Linked DNA regions of Urocitellus parryii: region 2 is linked to region 1. A link is a contact called in public Hi-C data. All regions are on one chromosome and are shown on one strand. Each heading gives the region's core, a stretch centred on a gene start, on an enhancer-like site or on the middle of the called end of the contact. The rest is flanking DNA. Distances are from core to core; before and after follow the strand shown.

Region 1 (7,842 bases), core at 3,389-5,888:
CCAATTTTGTCAGTACCGGAAATAAAGTGGAATATTAACCAATCCCTGTCTCATAGAATTTATATTCCCGTAGAAATGGATAACCATCAAGTGAATGCATAAATAAAATCATTTTATTTCAGATAATGATAGGGGTTATGAAGAAAACAGGATGCTTTGACATGGAGGAAAGCACTTCAGAATTTGAGCTGGGGCCTGAACAATGTCCTCCAAAGACATGGACTTTTTTTCCCCCAGTACTTGGAAATAAACCTAGTTCCTCAAGAATACCTGGCAAGTACTACTTAGATCCTCATCCCCTTTTTAATTTTGAGACAGGGTCTTCCTAAGTTGTCCAGGCAAACTTTGAACCTAGGATTTTCCTGCATCAGTCTCCCAAGTTGAGTTTATAAATGTTTGAAACCATGCCCATATCAGACTCTTTGGTGTGTGTGTGGGGGGGGGGAATGTGGAGGATTAAACTGAGGGGCAGTTGATCACTAAGCCATATCCCCAGCCCTATTTCGTATTTTTTTAGAGACAGGCTCTCACAGAATTACTCGGTGCCTCGCTATTTTGCTGAGGCTGGCTTTGAACTCGAAATCCTCCTGCCTCAGCCTCTGAGCTGTTGGGATTACAGGCATGACCCACTACTCCTGGCTCAGACTTTTTACTTATTTTTTTGATATTGGTGATTGATCCCAGAGCCACATGCTAAGTAAGCACATGCTGTACCACTAAACTACACCTCAAGCCTCATACACAAGCATTTTAAACATGACCAGTTCAGGTTTCCATGGCTTTTCAAACATGTCTTAACATCATGACTTATATTAGAACTACCATTTGGTTTGTCCCCAGAAAAAAAAATTAAATAGTCTCAATTAATGTAAATGTAAAGGACCAGTGCAGTGGTGCACGTATATAATTCCAATGACTAGGGAGGCTGAGGCAGGAGGACTGAAAGTTTGAGGCCAGTCTCAGCAACTTACAAAAGCCATAAGCCTAATAAGACTATGTCAAAATTTTAAAAAGCGTGTGTGGGGAGTGGGAACCCTGAGCTCAATCCCCAGTAGCAAAAAAAAAAAAAAAAAAAAGTAAATGTAAAGGGTAAATGTAATTCAGTGGTAAAGGAACTGCCTAGCATGCCTGAAGCCCTGGGTTCAGTCCCCAGCCCTGCAAAAAAAAAAAAAAAAAGAGAGTAAATATAAAGCCAGACTCAGTGGCACACCTGTAATCCCAGCTACTCTGGAGGCTGAGGCAGGAGGATTGCAAATTTGAGGCCAACTTGACCTCAAACTCATCTTGACCCTGTCTTAAAAAATAAAAAGAGCTGGGGATGTAGCTCAGTGGTAGATCATCTGCCTAGCATGCAGGAAGCCATGAGTTCCATCCCTAGTACTACAAATAAAAAAAAGAAAAAAAAAGGAATATGAATATAAGTATTTATTACAATTTATACAAAAATTTGTTCTTCAGGTACACAAGGGAAGAAAGATTTCCTGAAGAGAAGGTAGAAGCTATGTGGTGCTACGCAGTGTGAGAAAAGCCAGGTACTGGGAATTTGTGATTTAGTGTTTGGAGATTTGAGGGTGAGAAGAGGCAGTGTTCAAATTTATATGACTTGATTTAGGTCCATCCATTTTGTAGCTTGCTTAACAAATTCTGTCATCTATAAGAGCTCACATTTGACATTAAATGTATACAATTATCAGTCCTCTTCAATCTTCTCAGGTTAGGAAAAAGAAATACACAGGCATATTGTGAGTGGCCATAATAACCAAGCCTCCTACTATGTGGCATTTTAATTTCTCCAAAATTACCAGTAAATACAGCACATGGTAAGTAGGCTTGGGAATAACCAACCAATCAATAAAACAAAACTATTGCTAGATCTTTAGAGGTGCTAGCCACTGGGTCAGCACCACCCAAACATAATTAAACTGTAAAATAATGTAGAATGTATTTTATTTATTTATTTATTTTGGTACCAGGGATTGAACCCAGGGGCCTAACCACTAAGCCACTTCCCTAGCCCTTTTTATTTTTTATTTTGAAAAAAGGTCTCGCTAAGTTGCTTAGGGCCTTGCTGAGTTGCTGAGGCTGGCTTCTATTGAGATCCTCTTGCCTTAGCCTCCTGAGTCACTGGAATTACAGGTGTGTGCCACTATATCTGGTTTGGAATCTATTTATGAAGAAGTGAATTAAAAGACAAAATCTGTAGACAGAAATGAATGCGGAAGCAATATTCTAGCATGTTCAGATAGGGAGTTTCTAGCAATTCATAAATTTCAGTATCTGACATTGTGAGGTTTTCTGAAGTTCAATATTTATCATTCTAAATGTAATTAAGTTCACAAATACTTTAGAGGACCCTAATAAATCAACCAGAGTTCTGTGAGGAAATGATGAATAGCTGATGGTCCTGATCCTTAAAAATTTATAATCCTAAAGAAATAAAAAGCTAAATATAAAATAAGGCCAATTTTGGAAGCATTAAAACTCTTTGGAAGCAGTAAAACTCTTCCATAGTATGAAACTACAGAAATAAGGTAATTAAATCCAATACAAGAAGACTTAAATGCTATCTAGAGTTTAGAGGAACTGGTATTCTGGCCAAAGTAAGTCTAGCCATTATGGACAGTAATGGTGTTTCAGGTAGAGAAAAAAGTGACCAAAGATGCCAAAATGGGAACACATAAGCAATATTCAGGGGACACAGGATACATACTGGTGGTCAGAAGACAATGCCACAATTCGGGGAGAGTGAAGCTAAAGAAATAGAAGAGTTATCAAATAAGGAAATGACATTGAACATTTCTGAGTAGGAAAGTGACAGGCTTAAGTGTAAAGAAAGGATTGACGAAGCAGGAGTATGCATTAATTTCAGTTCATATGAATCCTTCTCATGGCCCACACATTGGGATTAGACCTCAAATTCGGGGATTAGAGAATTTTTAGTGCTAAGAATGAATGATGATGTATGAGTGTAACAAGGAGGAGTTGAAAATGATGCTGCAATTCCAAGTCTGAGTGACTGGGAAGCAGTTAATGTTAGTCACCAAGCAGAAGCAGGTGTGAATCAGAATAGGTTTGGTTTGGGACATGCTGTTGACAAAACTGATGTGACATAACCTATTTCCTGATTCTTCCTGGGACTGAGCATAAGCTATTACCATGACTAGTATATCACATTGGAATAACCCCTTGGGGATAGAGTGCCACAGATACCATTTCCATATGACGCATTCTGTTCTTCTGGTGATTGGAGAGTTGATTTTTGAGACTGTTGAAAGGTTCAAATCATCTTGATTGCACAATGTTGAATGAGCACCCACAGAATACCATAGCCGAGGTGTACTTCAATAATATTTATGTCCTCACAAGAGGGCTACAAATTATGAACTGCAAACTGAAAAGTAGCCTTTATTCTGAGGAAAAATCAATTTAACATTCTTCAATCAAATTGCTTTTGTTTGTGTTTCAAACACCCCACTAGAGACTGACTATGGTGCAAAAATTAACCCAAAGAGCCTGTCTTAAGTAGGTCTGCTGTTGAAGGTAATGAACACCTTGGGCTGTCTCTCACTAGAATCCTGTTTAAGAACTCACATTCTGGAGCTAGGCCCCAGGTTGGAATCCAGCTTCATCACAAATAGGCAGGGATCTTGGACAAGTTACTCAATCTCTTCTACTTCAAATTCTTTTACCTGTAAAGCAGGCACGCCTCATTCATTAATTCCACAACCATGACCCAGGTTTCCCTGCTGCCAGGTAGTGTGTTAAAACCATGGGTTTACAGCGGTGAGGATGACTTTTGAGGTTAACATCCAAATGCAGGGAGATAGGCGAGGAGCTGGTTTCCGAATGAAAGAATCGCAGTGTTAAGAATCAAATGGGATAATTTTTGTAGAGCTTTTGGTACAGTAACTCTCTAAGGGAAACTTAATAAAAGCGAACTATTGGTTTAGGATTTGCCCCTTCCTACTCTCTACCAAAATAAATATCCCCCCCCCCAAAAAAGCTCGTTATTATTCTCATATTTCACCATCTCTACATATACTTTTTGGGATGGGGAGGTCCTATTCTCCCCAGAATAGTTAACACAATTCACTGCTCTTTCCAGATCCACTGATCCCCTGGGACGTATTGAGGGGAGGTACCTCTCCTACTAGATAAGATCCTCAAAAAAGCTCCTTTGCTGAGTTGCCAGGACAGAGATGTTATGAGGTGGGGTGAGGTGGGGGGGGTGTCTGTGAGCGAATATTCAGGGCTCATCTCGCCGCCCCACAGAGGCTGAGCGCAACAAACACAAAGGCTTTGGGTCTTCTCCGAAAGCAGAACAACGTGGGAGATAGTCCGTCCTGCCGCCGGGACCCAAACCCAGCGATCCCCGCCCAGATAACAATGGCGCTGGCGAGGGCGGGGACGCGCGCCGGGGTGTCGGAGGCGGAGGCGGAGACAGACAGCCGATCCCTCCCGGGCGGCTCGGAGGCTTCACGTGACAGTCGCCCCGCCCTGCCCCGCCCCCAGGCCCTGGCGGAGAGGGATCGGAAAGGGCGGAGGTGCGGGCAACTAAGCGACGGCGGAAGTGACGAAGTGGCGTAGCTCGCTGCGTGCAGCGACGTGGCGGCGGGGTCGGTGCTGGGCGGCGGAAGTGGCTCCAGCGCCGGGACCAGAGTGTTTGTGTTTTGGTTTGTGAAGGAGCCGGCGGCCGGCCTGAGGGGAGGAGGCGGAGGAGGGAGGAGGAGGAAGAATCAGTCGGAACTCGAGCGCCGGCAGCGGTGGCGGAGGAGGAGGAGAAAGGAAGGAGGAAGGCGGAGCGGAGAGAGGCGGAGACGGAGCCCGACAGGGGCGGCACCACGGCTCCAGCTCCTCACCGTCCAGTGTGAGGGGAGCGGCGCGAGGAGGAGACGCCGCCGCAGCCACAGCCTCATTCGTCCTTCGGGCCACGCCTGGGCCTTAACACCAGGAAGCTGCGGCCCCGCGGCTCCGCGTGGCGCGGTCTCAGGTAACCAAGCCGCCCCTCCCCCTGCGCAGAGCGGCCCGGGACCCCAGGTTATCCGCGGTCTCCAGCCTGTCCGCGGCCCTGCGCGCTCTGAGCCTCCAGCCCCTCCTCCCTCTCGCGCATCATCCCTCTGGACCAGAGAGCTATTGAACCCGGCGCCTTGTCCTGCCAGTTCTGGTGACTCATCCCTCAAGGAGCTCCAAAGACAGAGATTTGGGGACTAGCTCAGGGAGCGACGGGTGTCACCCTCTTCCCTTCTCAAGATGGCGCCGTGGAAAGAGTCCTGGAGGCCGCGGTTCCGCCGGCCCCCTGCCTTGGCAGTCCGAAGGGTCGCAGTGAAAGCTAGGTCAGGGGAGGATAGAAAGGCCACCGAAGGGGCTGGTGCGTGTCTTCGCGCCAGCCAGCCGGGCTTGGCTCTCAGCTACTCAGGTGGTCTCCAGACGGGAGCCGGGGCCTACAGCAGGTGTGGATTTGGGGAGCTCCGCCTACCTGCGACTTCCAAAGACGGGTAATGGAAGCGATGGGAGGCTGGTCAAAATAAACTGGTCCGAGACTTTTTTCGTATCTTAGGGCAGGTGGTGAACCGCGGCTTTAAGGAAATTCAAGACAATTGGGCCTCTGAACTCCCTCAGAAGGCAGAAACCATGAAACTTGCTCTAATATTCTCTTCTCTGGAAGCAGGTTACCTCCCTGAGACTTCCAGACCTTTTAAACGCTGAACGTCATAGTTCACATACTTACTTTTTGTCTCGCTGAAATGGAATCAGCTTGCCTTTTACCTAATACGAAAAAGCTACCCAAGTGTATTTGGGAATACTCAGGACCGTCCAGAATCTTTATTCTTAACGTAAAATAGAGATAATTTGAACTGGCAGGATTGTTGCAAGAGAAGTACATAGAACAGTCTCTGCACAAATTAAATGCCCACAAAGTATTGGATTGAAGAACACCTAAAAGGACTTTTAAGTACCGAATTCACGTTGGTTTTTAAAAATTTGAAATACATATTATGCAGAATCCTCCTTTTGAAGAACAAAAGTTTCAGTAGTGAGTACAAGTGATTTGATTGATTGCACATAATTTTGTGTGTGTGGTGCTGGGGATTGAAGCCAGGGCCTCCTGTGTGCTAAGCAGGCACTCCATGGAGTTAACAACCCCAACCCTTGAATGTAATTTTTAACCTTAATGTTACCGTAACTATATAATTAAATATAGTTTGTTTTCTGCTTGAGATCCTTAGGAGTACTCGTGATTCGATAGCATTTTATTTTAAAAAGCAAAGCTAAATGAGAATCTTTTTTGATTTTTCTCTGGGAATCTCCTATTTTCCCTGAATTTTGGAAGTGTCATAGAAATTTGGAGCATGTTGTCCTTGATAAGTTTTTTACTGTTTTGTAGATTAAATTTGCAAGTGTTTAAATTGATAATATGTGTGTCTTGAGAGTTGGGTACATTTTTGCTCTGCATGACAATATTGATGTATGGGCATTGTTTTATCAAAGGGCTACCTTTAATTGCCAGTTTCATAAACTGCTATATAGTAGGCAGTGTATTAGAGGTTATTTACATATATTGTCTCCTTCAGTTCTCATAACAGCTTTGCAAGTTGGGTATTATGGAAATAGAGCCTTGGAAATTTAAAGAAGTAAAAATTGGTATAGCCAAGATTAGACTCCCAAATCTGTTATATTTTTGAGGGTGAAGTGAATTGGTAGTTTTATTAATATCCTATTGGTTGGGAGCAACTTAAGCATCATATCATTTCAACTGTAAATATGTCAGCATGTATGGTAAAAGATAAGGATTCTTCAGCGCTAGCATTTGAGTAAAGGTGATTTTGCTGTCTTAAGAACTGAAATCTCATGGATATTTTAATGATGAATTCATGTTGAAGGTGTTTCTTATATAAAATATTTTGTGGGGAACGCAAATTTATTAGGTGGCTAAATGAAATATAGCAAGGATTTTAGGAGGGAATCATTAACTTAATGTATTTTATTAGTAAGAATATAATTAGATGTGTTTATGTACACACACACACTGGGGATTGAACCCAGGGGTGCTTATCCCTGAGCCACAGTCCCCAGTCCTTTTTTTAATTTTGAGACAGGGTCTTGCTAAGGTGCTGAGACTGGCTGTGAGCTTGGGATCCTCCTATTTTAGTTTCCCAAATAACTTGAGAGTTGCTGGGCTTGTGCCACACGCCTGGCTATATTTAGATTTTCGTTAAAGGTGGGAGTGAACTATTGATTTGTGGGTAAACTGAAAGAGAATACTTCAAATATTCACTGATTTCTTTGAGATTGAAAATTAGCATTATTAGATAGAATCTGTTATTCAGGCTAGTTTTATCAACTAGGCACACAAACTTGGGAGCTTTAAAATATTTGTTGCCCTAAAATTATCATCAACTTAAGATATTTAACAGAGGGGGCTGGGGATGTGGCTCAAGCGGTAGCGCGCTTGCCTCGCATGCGTGCGGCCCGGGTTCGATCCCCAGCACCACATACAAAAAACGAAGATGTTGTGTCCGCCGAGAACTAAGAAAAATAAATAAATGTTAAAATTCTCAAAAAAAAAAAAAAAAAAAAAAAAAAAAGATATTTAACAGAGACCTTCCAATACTGAATTCTAAGTTGTATTGCAGAAGTTTTCCATTTATAATTTTAACCCATGTAGTCCAGCTTTAAAAACTGAACTCTTTGAGTTACCTGTCAGGTTGCCTGGGTTTGAAACTCAGCTCTGTCTCACTTCTGTCATAGTTACTGTATGACCTCAGCCAAGTTACTTAACTTTTCTGTACCTTAGTTTCCTCATTTATAAGTATTGTACTTTATATTGTTCAGTGGATATGT
Region 2 (7,842 bases), core at 3,768-6,267, 200 kb after region 1:
CAATAATTCATAAGCATGCATAAAGTATCCTTGATCTAAGAGAAGGAGAAGAGGGTATATAGGATCTGATGGAAAAAAAGAAATCGGATCAGTGAGATGGTGTGACAATGATGTTAACTATGATATTTTATTATATATATTTTTCCTAAACCAGACTATTTTTAGGACTGGTAAAATATTCTCATTTTAATTACAAATATTCTCAGAATAAAAACCTGATGCAGGGAAAAATATGACTGAAGGAAATATTTTAAAAGTTCTTGTGAAGCTTCTTTATTTCTAGAAATAACTACATATAAGACAAAGAAAGCTCTAATTTGGCTATATATAATAGAATCTTCACATTAAATTTTCTTAAATATATTCTTAGTATGAGAGAGCATTAGACTCCAAATATGAGTCAATATCAAACCAATTTTTGTTTTTGTAAATAAATCACAAAATTAAATCTACACTGGTATTGATACTCATAATAATAATAATATCATTACCCTGGTAATGATACTAACGGTGAATCCTTCACAAATAAATCGCTGGTGTTGTCATCCCTATTGGAGTCCATTTCAGAGGAACGTATTTCCTGGTTCTGTTAATGCATAAAGCAAAGGAAAACACTGTTAAAATTGACATATTTATAAAAAGTGTTCATTTATTCAACAGTATACACTTATTGACAGTTTACTATGGTGTCATGTACTTTTAGGAATTGAGACTATGCCAACTAAATGATCAAATTCTACCCTATTAAAGCTTACATTCTATAGTAGGAAGAGAAAAAGAAAGAAAAAAAAAAAGAAAGATACATAGATCATTTTAGATAGTGCTAAGTGCTATGAAGGAAATTCCAGAATGAAGTGACAGGCAGTAATGAAAATTAAATTAAGACAAAGTGAATTTGACCAACATGTGAAGACAGGAAAGGAATTAGCTATTGAAATAACAGGAAAACAAGAAGGAAAAAAGCAGTGGAAAGAGCAAATATAAAAGTCATAATGTTGCTGTGTTTTAGAAAAATAGTTCAATGTGGCTAGAACATAGTCATTGAGAACAGTAGGTGGTGTACATGGGAAAGCCAGATAACATAGGGCATTGGGAGCCATAGTTTGAAATTCAGTCTAAGTGTGATAGGAAGTGATTTAAATATTAAGCAGGGAAATAAAATGATAAGCTTTAAAAAGATCATTGATGTACACTTGTAATTCTAGTGATTTGGGAGGCCCAGGTAAGAGGACTCCATGTTTAAGGCCAGGCTGGACAAGTTAGTGAGATTCAGGATCAAATGAAATAAAAAAGAGCTGGGAATGTAGTTCAGAGATAGGAAACTCCCCTTTACTTGAAAACGATCATGTCTTAGGTTTCTTGGCATCATATTCCCTTATGTATGTATGTATTTATTTATTTTTTACATTCCTGATTGTTCCATGTCAGTCTCCTCTGTGTGGCAAAATGCAGAGGTCTTAATAGTTCAAGGAGAGTAAAGTAATGATTGTACAATCCCCATTACTAGGGAGAAAAAAAGCCAGGGATGCAGCTCAGTGGTAGAGTGCTTGCCTAGCATGTGTGAGGCTCTGGGTTCAATCCCTGGTACTGCAACCAAACCAAACCAAACCTAACCAAACCATTAGTCTGACTCACTGTGTGAAGCATGGATTAAAAGGGGCCAAAGGTTGAAAGAGTTTGGTGGTGAATCCCACTGGAAGGTTCTGAGATAATAAATCATGCATAAAGATTGAATAGGGATATAGGTGAGGGCAGGTAGAAGGAAGCTCTTATGGTTTTGGCCTGATCAAAGAAGTAAGCTATTTTACAGAGATGAGCAAGAATTATTGAGGGAGATGGAAGCATACAATAAATCTGGGAGAGGGAAAGCAAAGAGTTGTGCTTTGTCGAAAGCATGTTTTGAGATTCTAAACTTTGAAGTGGAGATATCTAGTAGCTGTGTATGTGTGTGTGTATGTGTTTTTAGGTCTTGAGCCATGAATTTGAAAGTCACCAGCAGATAGACAATATATAAAGCTATGGAAAGGATGAGTCAAGTCTAGACAATTGCATTTAAACATAAAGCATCAGCCAGTAAAGGAGATTGACATGCAACAGTCAGAAAGGCAACAAGAAACCTAGTGGAGGATAATGTCAAGGAATCTAAGAACAACAAACTTTTCAAGTAAAGAACCACCTATGTTGCATATGATCGCTAGGTCAAGAAACAGAAGTGACCACTGAACTGGTTAAAGTGGAAGTTTTGGTCATCTTGATACAGAGCAAAAATAGAATAGTAGGAATAGGGGCCAGATAAAAGTGGTCTGAAATGTGAATGGAAGGTGAGGAATTTAAGGCAGTGGATGTATTTTTTTTTTTTTTTTCTGGAAAAATTCTGCTGGGAAGGGAAGTAGAGACATGAGGAGGGAGAGAGATAGGTGACCAGGAGAGGTTTCATTTATTTTCCTTTTCCTCTAAAGACAAGAAATACTAAAGCACCTTTGTATGATGGCTAGATTGATCCAGTGGAGGCGGAACATGGGGAGGAAAGACCAAATTTCCAGGAGCACAGTCCTAAACAAGGGGGGAAGAATGGAATTGAGGCATTAGGCTTGGCTTTTAATTAGAGTCCCAGTCTGATTCCTAAGATATCATTCTAATTTAATTCAATTCAATTGATTTTTAAAATGTGATGAACATATATTGACTTTTTACTTAAAAGGCTAAAACTATTCATTAGAAATTAATCCTTGTGAAAAATTTTCAATTTAATATCAAATAAATAATGTTTGAAAACAGTATTATTAATCAATGTAAATAAAGGAGAAAGGAATATTTAACTATACAGTAATATTAAGAAGATACATTATAAAACTTAGGAACAAAAGACTTGGAAATTTTTGTAGACTAACTACTTACAGGCAATTTTAAGTATTTTAAGTTTTTCTGTAACTGCTAAATTGACTTAAACACTGAAACACAAGTACGGATTGATGTTGAGAATGAGTGACAACATGTAATAAGTATATGATGGAAAATAAGCTTGGATATTTTAAATGCTAAGAATCCATCTGCTTAGCAACTAACAACACATTTTAATGGTCAAAAATCATTGATAAATGTTAAAGGGCCTAAAAATGACAGAATTCTCTCTCCACTGTTTTTGCAATGATGTCACTGAGTATTCATTTTGTACTATTTCTGTGTGATTTCAGCAAAAACTTTGGAAAGGGAGGAGGAAGATTCATATGCCTTTAGGGGAATTTTTTTTCCCCTATTAGTTGACTAAAAAAGGAAAAGAAAAGAAAATTTTAAGATTATATCCTGAAGGAAAAACTTTTTAAAAAATAGAATCTATCTCTACACAAAAGTGAAGAAATCATGTCTAATCCTTTAATTTTTTTTTTTTTTAGTTACAGATACCTTTATCTATTTATTTATTTATTTATTTTAATGTGGTGCTGAGGATTGAACCCAGTGCCTCAAATGTGCTAGGTGAACGCTCTACCACTGAGCCAGAACCTCAGTCCCATATCTAATCTTTATAGAGGCAATTTTCAACATTTATATGTATATTTCACATACATGTATATATATATGTATATATTTACACATGTGTCTATGTCATATGTATTAAAATAAGGAATCATTCACTAACTTCTTCTATCAACTGAGTGGTGATTTTAATTCTTTTTCTCAAATCGTGACCCCTATAGTCTTAACTCAACCACTGTAGTCTGACTTTCTTATCTGGCCCAAGTGCCAATGTGGCTGTCTTCACTCAAACAGCAAATAGACAGCCACTGGAAAGAAAGTAAACCGACCTGTTAACACTTGACACTCACCACTGCTTTTCTCATTCTCTGCCTCATGTAATTTGCCTGGCAGTGGCTTCTGGACAAAGGGAAGGAGAAACTGGCTCATCATTATTCTTCTCAGGATTATCATACAATGAGACACAAAGAATATCCTAAAGCAAACTTTGTCCATGTCTATTATATTTTGGCTGGCAGAACCATATTTGAGTCCCTTCTTTACAACCTTGGACACAAACAGAATCAGATTAAAAATTTGCTCAGCAAAATATTCAGGATTTTTCTTGTCTAAGTGTTAAGGATACTCTTCCTTATTTAGCCAACTAGTAGGTTGAAAATGAGTCTCCAAAAAGCATTTAAATACTCCCCATGCCCTAAATAAAGGCGATTCTTATAAAACCCCACCAGATGGCAAAACTACATAGGAAAGATAAAACTCAAGTTAGCACTGATTTAAACTTTTGGACTAGTCCACTCAACTAGCACACTTTAGCCTTTAGCTTAGTTGCCCTTTTATTCACTTAGTTGAATATTGGAAGGGGACCAACAGTGTAAAGGCTAAATTATACCTTCTGCAAGTTGCCTTGCTACCTGTTTCAAAACCAAGTTAGATAGGTACAACCTTCAATCACCTGTATGACTGAAGCTTTCTTAACTGGCCATACATAATACCTGTGCTGGAGCATGGAAAAGAAACAATTCACTAATAACAGAGATATCTGTAATTAATTTAAATAATAAACTGATCTAAACAAATTATTCATGTTTTCCCCCCTAAGAAATTCAGCCTTTGTAATAAAAATACCTGAGCAGCTTTTGTTTGTTGTGAAGCAAGTTTTTCTTTCAATGCATATAACTGACATGCAAGGTAGTAACACTCTCTTCTCAGCTGCAGGATGATATCTTGGGCTTCCCTCACTTTGGATTTTTCATTTTCCAAAGCTAAAACTAACATTTTGTTGTTTTGTTGGGTACTTTTCAGCAGTGTAGAAGTGAAGTCTAAAAGAGGATAAAATAAATATATCAGTTATTAAATCTAAACTTTAAAAGTGGTGTAAAAGGATGACATAAAAATCTCTTACTGAGTACTTGGCCCGGTGCAGCTATGAAGGATTTGCGTTTGCCAAGCTCTGTCAAGTTTTTATTCCTTTTCTCTTTCATTCGCTTCTTTATGTCTTCAAGACTATCTTGAAAGGATTTTTTCTGGCACCTTTCCTTAGCCATCTTTTGCCTAAAAATTTAAAACAATAAAAAATATGTAATTTTTCCCAGAGACAATAGTATCAATTATAAAATTTAAAACTGAAAATACAGGTTGTTCATAAGTAAGGGATTAAGTAGAGATTTAACTGTAGAATTAGCTCAAAGTAGGTAGCTGGTTAACCCGATTATAACATAGATTTTACAGCTTTAAAATCTCATTAATGCAAGGTGCTATGGCCAATGCCTGTAATTCCAGCTGTTCATGAGGCTGAGGCATGGGTGATTATGAGTTGAAGGCCAGCCTGGGCAACATATAAGCATTCTCCTATCAAAACACAAACTAAAAAATCAGATGTTAGAATCATCTTCATTATATGCACATAAAACTTTATAAAATCTCAATATTTTTGACATAATTCTTTCCTCTTCAGCCACTTTATATGAAAGCTTTATTGAATATTGATTTCCAATCCAAAGATTCCATAATATTACTTATTCATTCTTGCCCAGGCTGGCCTCAATCTTATATTCTCCTGCTTAGCCTCCTCTCCAGTCGCTGGGATTACAGGTGTGTACCACTGTGTCTGACCCAACTTACTCATTCTTTACCAGATAATCATTGGAGACTTATTATATTATATGCACTATGTGAAATGCTTAAATAATATTTTGTTGGGTTTTCTTTTCTTTTTTTACTTTTTCCTTTTTATTTGGGGAATCAGTCTCCCTATGTTGTCTAGGCTGGTCTTGAACTCAGTGGGCTTAAGTGATCCTCCTGCCTCAGCCTCCCAAGTAGCTGGGACTATAGGCGTGTACCACCATATCTGGCTTATTATTAAATTTTGATGCCATTATTATTATTGTTTCTTACAATGTTGACGGTCAACTTTTAGTACTTAGGCTTGCAGCATTAGTTTAGAGGCAATTATATACATAGCTGGGTTTTGTTTTCTCTAATTATTCATTTATTAAATTAAGTCACTCAGTTACTTGTCTCTTTCCCACAGTTTTAACTGAGCATCATTTAAGATAGGTACACACAAGAAAGTCGAGGTGATCCTCAAAGTTTTAAAGTATGCAGTACTATTTATAATTTTAGCAGGCTATAACAAAGACCTATAAAGAAAAGGAACTGGGACAGAGAAACATGCTAGTATTCTCATTTATTACTAAAACTCCAGAATGCTAAAACTTCCAGGAAGTTATGAACATAGTAAATGGTACATAGTAATTGTTCTACATGCAGTTAAAAGTAGCAAAACATGCACTGACAGTGTAATATGCTATTGAGGATTTTAAATGTGAGTGTAATAATCTTTCAGTGCTGCACACCAGACACTTCAGCATGCTAAACATTTTTATAGACAATTTTTATCCTAAAAAAAAAAGTCTGGGTCTGGGGCTGTAGCTCAGTGGTAGAGCGCTTGCCTCACACAGGAGGCGCTGGGTTCAATCCTCAGCACTACGTAAAAATAAATTATAAAGATATATTTTTTTAAAAAAGTCTGGTTTCCAACAACAATCCACTCATACAATTTTCAAATTTATCATAAAGGATATCTTCATCTCTGTTAGTCAAATATTTTATTAAATCTTATATTTTCTTGCATGTTTTTCCCCCAGGCCTTATTTTCCTTTATGAAGTGTCTGAGGATTTGAATAGATATTATGGATCCTGACTAAATATTTTACTCTTACCAATGTAAATACAATATATCGGTTTCCAGAAGTCAAAGAGCAAACTCTTAAGCACTAACAGTAAGTGGATTATATAAAAGTTATCACAAAGAAGTTTTTAAAGTTTGAACTGGAGGTGTTTCAGAACCTTACAGATGAAGTAACTGAAGTTAGCTATGTTAAAAGCAAAAGCCTATGTAAAAAGTTTTCGTTAATATACCTAAGCAAACTAAAATAATAAATTCGCTGTAAGTTTTAATGATTGTCTACGAGGATGGTGGTTAACAGGGGGTTGTGGTAGGACAAATGAAAGTAGACACAAGTCACAGGTCTCAAGCCTGTCATACTGTCATGGTATTCGGGAAGGGTCTGTATTCAAAAGAACCTAGAATAGTTGCTGATTACCAGTCTTTTCTAAAGGATGCTGCGGAGGCGCCAGCAAGGGCAGAAAACAAAATGCCTGGACAAGGAAAGGATGTCAATGGTTCCGCGCCACACACAGAAGAGCTGCCAATTTTTCTACGTCCTTACGTTACGCCTAGCTTCTAACTACCGTAAGTGCTTTATTTGCACACTACTTAATCTATATAATCGACACAATTCTGCAAGCAGGACGTTCGGGTCCTCCTTTATTTAACAGAAGACAAAACGAAAACATCAGAAAGTGATGATCGCGAGATCAAACGAAGCCGGGTCAGTATGACACACAGTCTGGGCTTTAGGCCACTGAATTTAATAAGATACGGAGACCCTCAGGAAGAACGAACGAGCCGCTCGCCCTAGTTCCACACCTGAAAACCTGCAATCTGTTTCTTCGATGGACTTAGGAAGAGCTGAAGCGATGGGGGGGTGGGGGTTGCCGGAAGTGGGCCGGGCGACCCGCCTCTCTCAGGAGCGTCCAAAATGGTACCTGGGCTACCACGACTGCTGAAGCTGTCGCCCTCCTTCGCACATCCCAAGGCTCCACAAAGCTGTCCCGCCACGCGCGAGGCCCGCGCTCCGGGCCCGGCAGGTCTGCGACTCGGTCTCCGATCACCCGCAACTACCGCCACCACATTCGAAATTCTCCGCTGGGCTCACCTATTGGCTGGCTGGAGGGGTCACGTGACGCGACGACGCAGCTCCCACCCGCGACGTAGGGAGAGCCCCCCCTCTCCACTGGAGGTAT

The links. A called contact is a pair of places that touch in the nucleus more often than the background predicts.
Region 2: a Hi-C map of muscle shows a contact between it and region 1, with 4 times the contacts expected there. The contact joins the promoter of Sgo1 here to the promoter of Rab5a in region 1. A contact is called at or near these places in 2 of 2 Hi-C or Micro-C datasets (liver and muscle).

What each region holds. Positions count from the first base shown.
Region 1 is chr3:178,867,959-178,875,800 of mUroPar1.hap1, forward strand. Rab5a (RAB5A, member RAS oncogene family) reads left to right here and starts at 4,639. Exons shown (of 6, transcript XM_026395918.2): 1 at 4,639-4,990.
Region 2 is chr3:179,066,717-179,074,558 of mUroPar1.hap1, forward strand. It overlaps Sgo1 (shugoshin 1), which reads right to left and starts at 5,018. Exons shown (of 6, transcript XM_026395929.2): 1 at 4,877-5,018; 2 at 4,600-4,793; 3 at 510-586. The coding sequence starts at 5,018.